Linked DNA regions of Sus scrofa: region 2 is linked to region 1. The links are chromatin contacts, called in public HiChIP or PLAC-seq maps. All regions are on one chromosome and are shown on one strand. The core of a region is the stretch at or near the end of the contact, and the rest is flanking DNA. Distances in the headings are between cores, read along the strand shown. Region 1 holds the start of PARP14 (poly [ADP-ribose] polymerase 14). Region 2 holds the start of CCDC58 (coiled-coil domain-containing protein 58).

What was found. HiChIP or PLAC-seq counts read pairs in DNA pulled down with a chosen protein or histone mark.
Region 2: a contact with region 1 is called in an H3K27ac HiChIP or PLAC-seq map of alveolar macrophages. The contact joins the promoter of CCDC58 here to the promoter of PARP14 in region 1. A contact is called at or near these places in 1 of 47 Hi-C or Micro-C datasets (alveolar macrophages) and 1 of 2 datasets of contacts at active chromatin or transcription factors (alveolar macrophages).

What each region holds. Positions count from the first base shown.
Region 1 is chr13:137,863,938-137,866,637 of Sscrofa11.1, reverse strand. It overlaps PARP14 (poly [ADP-ribose] polymerase 14), which reads left to right and starts at 1,255. Exons shown (of 17, transcript XM_021070260.1): 1 at 1,255-1,736. The coding sequence starts at 1,550.
Region 2 is chr13:138,151,144-138,153,843 of Sscrofa11.1, reverse strand. CCDC58 (coiled-coil domain-containing protein 58) reads right to left here and starts at 1,418. Exons shown (of 5, transcript XM_003358793.4): 1 at 1,095-1,418. The coding sequence starts at 1,310. It overlaps FAM162A (family with sequence similarity 162 member A), which reads left to right and starts at 2,132. Exons shown (of 5, transcript NM_001243573.1): 1 at 2,132-2,264. The coding sequence starts at 2,231.

The sequences.
Region 1 (2,700 bases), core at 6-2,505:
CTGATACTTAAATAAATCCTGGAGAGAAATCCAGAAATGGCTAGCTAAAACTTACACAGTTTCAGTTTCACTCTGATTGTTCTTTTTTGTAAAATGATGGTGTGAGGACGAGGATAAACTGTTTGCTCAATTCTGGACCTCCAAACTGGGGAGGGGAAGGTGCTGACTTAGTTGTGGCTTGGAGTTAAAGGGTGAGAACACCCCGATGAGAAATTCCAGGGTGTGGCTGAGAACTCTGACTGGGCTTTCTGCCTTCTCTCCACTTCCCCTTGCTGGGGTCCAGGGTGGTTTGAACTGATGATAAGCGCCACCTGCAGGAAGAAAGCTGGAGGCAGGAGAAAATACCTAGCTAGTACCCTTAAGCACTATTAGGAACCAAAATACAAGCCCAGGAAACTCTCTTTGGCCCATCTCTGGTTCTCTTCCTGAAATTTAGTTTCATTGTGACTAAGAGATAACAGGTGAGGTCCAGCCCTGCAGGGAGAAGCAGCTCTAATCTGGCAGAGACTAAGAGACTGCAGCACCTCCTTCACAGAGAAAAGACAATCCATCAGAAGAGAATTCTCACACTTACCCATCAGCAGTCATTCAAAATCACCTACTTCTATACCTCATCCCCTGTACCCAGGAGACAGTCCTTGCCAGATCCCTGGTCCTAGCTACCCTCATTTTTTGCCTGAGATGCTACAGTAGCCACCTGACTGGCCTCCTTCCTCTGCTCTGGCTACCACACAGCAGTCCAAGGGATCCTGTGCATGTCACAGGGAACTCCCTCTTCCCAACCCTCCAAGGTTATCCCCAACCACCCTTAGGCTTCAGGTTACAACTTGCCTCTCCATAAACCCTCCAAGCCCCCACACCTGGCCTAAGATCCCCTCCTAACTTGTTCCAGGAACACCTGTATATTCCTTCCAAAAGCACTTATTCCTGTGTTCTAACTCCTCTGTCCCACAGCTTCTTGAGCCCAGTGAGGGCAGAGACTGTGTCTGTCTGTTGAATCCATTCTGAAGGCATGCACCTAGCAAATATTTTATTAAAAAATCGTTGTGAATGTACTGTTTTCCCCAGCATTTCTAGGCATAGAATATTCACAGATCGGGGAACAAAATGCAAAAGGAGGAAAGGTTAAAAATATGCTAATAAATTGTTGAAAGAAGTCCCCAAATGGGCCCCAAACATTCTAAAGAATCAGTTTGTAAATTGGCCTGTGGCCAAAATGAAGCTATCTTTGTGTGTGCACAGGTCTAGTGACCCAGGGCTGCTGATTTCAGCTGTGGTGTGGGTGAATGGCAAATGGTGCGCTGAGCCTAGGGCCCTCCGTTCGGAACTAAAGGGAGGCTGCAAAGGCGATGCCAGCCTTTGGTGTGGTCCAGAGATGAAGATGAAGAATTGGGGGGGGGTCTCTAGTCCAATCTTGGGGCGGCTCTTTACAGCCAAAAGTGAAAACTTAAGGGCAGGAGGAGTTTTCCCGGAAACGAAAGCGAAAGAGGCTTAACTGCTGGGAGTTGGGGAGGGACCGGCAGTCGCAGTTGAACCTGCGAAGGTGAGAATGTCTGAGCCTGGCTCCTTCCCTCTGCTGGTTGAAGGGTCCTGGGGCCCCGACCCGCCGAAGAACTTGAGCACCAAGTTGCAGTTGTACTTCCAGAGCCCGAAGAAATCAGGAGGCGGGGAGTGTGAGGTCCTCCAGGAACCGGGGAGCCCATCCCGCTTCCTAGTGCTCTTCTATCCCAATGATGGTGAGGGGGACAAGGGTGCGGGTGAGTGGGGACAGGTGGGCTCGCCTTCTAGGGAAGACCTATGGCTGGGGCACGCTGCCTGCGGGAGAATCCAGCCGGTTCCGGCGGCAGCGTAGCGGGGGCGCGGGGGGAGCAGAATGGACAATGTGCATGCGTCGCGGGCGGTGAGCTTCCAGGCGCTCTTGGAGGCGGCGACGGACCGCGCAGGTGAGTTAAATCAACATTTAGCTCCAGGACATAAAGGAGCCTCCTGAGAGCAGGTGCACCCGCCTTATTTTACGAGGCTACCTCGTGTGTTATTGGCAGAGTTGCAATGCCATTGCAATTTTGGACTTCCTCCTATGAAAGCATCGGTTCTGGAATTCCAGAGGTTTCTGGGAACACAGTTTGAAGGGAAGAGAAAGTTTCCAGGGAGAGTCACATCTAAACTGACTCCTGAGAGTGAATTCAGGTCTTGATACGCGAGATGAGATATTGAGCCAGGCTCTTCCGATGGGAACTGCAGTGCTGGAGGCTGGAAAGCGAAGGCGTCTATGCAGGGAAGTTCAAGGCGCCCTCCAATCCCTGATATGCTGCGGGGGTGGGGTGGGGTGGGGGCAGAGAGCGCCTTGCACTGTGGTTTGAGGAGTGAGCCCCCATCTGTTCGCTGTGCACGAGTGAGGTCTGGAGACCAGCACTAAAAAAAAAAAAAAACGTGTGGGTCTGGGAAATTTTATGCGATTATAAAGGGGTCCTTGTATTTAAAAAAGTCTTCGGTCTTCTCTTATTAAACCACCTTTAAAAGAATAAAAGGAAGTGTGGTGGGTGGAGTTCTCTGGTGGCTCATCAGGTTAACTGTCTGCTGTCATTTCTATGATGTAGGTTCAGTCCCTGGTCTGGGGATTTCCACATACCACAGGCATGGCCAAAAAAAAAAAAAAAATTAAAAATTAAGTAAGTGAGGTGGGGAGTTCCCATCATGGCA
Region 2 (2,700 bases), core at 169-2,668, 290 kb before region 1:
CGATTATCTTCAAAAATGTCACTCTCTACAAAACAGCTCAAAGCACAATGCTTACGACAGAGGTCAATGATACATGCAATCATTTTTCAATATCTTTAGTTAAAAATACCTTTGTGTGGTCACGATTTTTTTTTTTTTTGTCTTTTCTAGGGCCGCTCCTGCAGCATATGGAGGTTCCAAGGCTAGGGGTCCAATCGGAGCTGTAGCCACCGGCCTACGCCAGGGCCACAGCAACGCGGGATCCAAGCCATGTCTGTGACCTACACCACAGCTCACTGCAACGCCAGATCCTTAACCCACTGAAAGAGGCCAGGGATTGAACCCGGAACCTCATGGTTCCTAGTCGGATTCGTTAACCACTGCGCCATGACGGGAACTCCTAGTCACGATTTTTAAATTCAACTCTATCTAGGCAGTGGCACATTTATGCCTACATTGGAACAGATAACGTCATAGTAGCTTGGTCGAAATCTAGACACCCTGTTCTTTAATTCATTGGTTAATAAGTTGCCCTGGACCTCTGGCGTTTGAATATATAAAAGAGCCTATTTCCTAAATGTTACATTCTCTCTAAGGATTAGGAGGCAGAGAACCAGAGCAAGTACTAGAATTAATCACCCCTCCATGGCTCCAAATGTTCTGCCCTACCACAATAGTAAAACAAGTTTTTGCTTTATCAAAACAAAACAAAAAAAAGTAACCTCTCCTCCAGTTTCTTCTCATCTACAAATGCTTAACTTAAAGTAGGAGAAGAATAGCAGAAGCTAAGAAGTGAGTTCAGTGGATGGCTAAAATGTTGTTAAAACCCCTACCCACTCGGCCTGGGTTCAGCTTTACCGCCGAGGAACCACCTGGCGTTCCTGGGTGCAGTTAATCAAGGCTTGGGAGTCGCAGGGAGAACCATGACCCCAATGGAGCACCCTCACTCCCTAAGGCCAAGCTGTGCCCCCATGACCTCCAATGGCTCGAAAAAGGAGTTTTGAACTGCCCGATTCTGCCCCAACTGGTCCGCACTCCCTTCCAAGCTAGAGCAGGGAACAGGGGCCCAGAACAAAAGAAGGGGCACGCCTGCCACACGAAAAAAAACCCATCACCTGGAACTCGGCGAACTCCTCACAGTTCACACTGCCACTGGGCGCCGCCATATTGGACAAACACGAGGCCCCCGCCGCGAGCCAATCACCGCGGAGCAAAGGTGTCCGCGGCGCCGCCTGACCAAAAACAACTAGGGGACTCGAGACAGCCAAGCTCAAGCTTTGTCTTTTCCTATGCTCGCCACCCACACCGAAACTCGTAACGCTGCTATCCATCTTTTTATTCCTGTTCCTTTAAGATATCTTCTTGGAACCGGCCCAGATACATGGATCGAAGAAAGCCAGAACTTTAAGGGATCGTTTTTCTCCAATCCCTTTCTCTTACAAAAAGGGAAAACAGTTTCCGGGTCGCACCAACTAGGTTGTCCCAGGGGGAACTCTAAAGTCGAAGTGAGGTTTTTCTTAACCCTTCCATCCAGTCCCTAGAGCAAAGGAGCTTTTCAGAATTTGGGCCGACCAAGAAATGTAAAGAAAAGGTGTTTCTGGCAGTGTGGGGTAAAGGATGAATAAGGTAATAGGTATGGAAATAATGAAGTGTTTACTTCTACTTTAAAAAAATAGGCAAATAGAAAACAACATAGGAAGCATACATGTGAATTTCTCAGGTAGCAAGTCAGCAAGAGGTGAAAAACACTGGTCACTAGGAACCCAGTTATGTAGTTTTGATACAGGCGTATACGTATTCATTGAAAAATGAAAAAAAAAATGTATTGACTTACTGAATTACCGAGGCAGTGTGACTTTGGGATCTACAGTTCACAAAATTCCTACAATAAGCACATTACTTTGTTTCTATTTTAAACGAGTACTTTCTTAGATGCAACATTGCAAAACCCTTCAATAAACTCCAAAGGAATATTCTTAAGGACAAGTCCAGGATTAGGCGCCAAGCGGGGCGGAGCCCAGCGGGCCGGCAGAAGGTACAGTCTGACCTCCATGCACGATCTGCACGCTCTGCGCGTCACGCACGCCCCGCCCACAACCCCGCGCGCAAAGCACGACCCCTCATCCCGCAGGCCCCGCCCGCCGGTGCCTCTCGAGGCCTTACTTTCTCAGCGCTGGGTGACATTGAGCACAGAGCGCAGCCGCACCACCGCCGGCCTGGGCCTCTCTGCTGGTCCGCGGAGTGGGCGGCCATGGGGAGCCTCCGCAGCCTGCGCCTGGCGGCTGGTGAGACGCGGGCCCGGCTGGGGGTGGGCAATCGCTTTGCATGAAGGAATCTTTCAGCCTCCTCAGGCCTGTTAGGTGCTCTGTTTTATTAGGCATTCCCCTCAAGTAGTTTGGAATCCTACTCCCAGAGTAGCAATAGTGGGAGACAGCTGGGGCCTAGCGAGCCACTGGTAAGAAAGCACTGAGGGCTATCTCCGAGTGACCCTTCCACCTGGCTCTCCACCCACCCAGCTCCCACCTAGTTAAGGAGCCTATGCTCAGGGATCACTTTCCCCACCCCCATCCCCTCTGAGCTCACCTGTCATCTCTAGAACGTCCCCCCATTTCCTGATCCGTTCAGCTTCGTAACCTCCTGTCCCGTAGGTTACCTGAGTCTCCCGCCTGCTCCCACCCCCATCATCTCTAGAGTTAATCCCTACACTCAGAGAAAACTTGG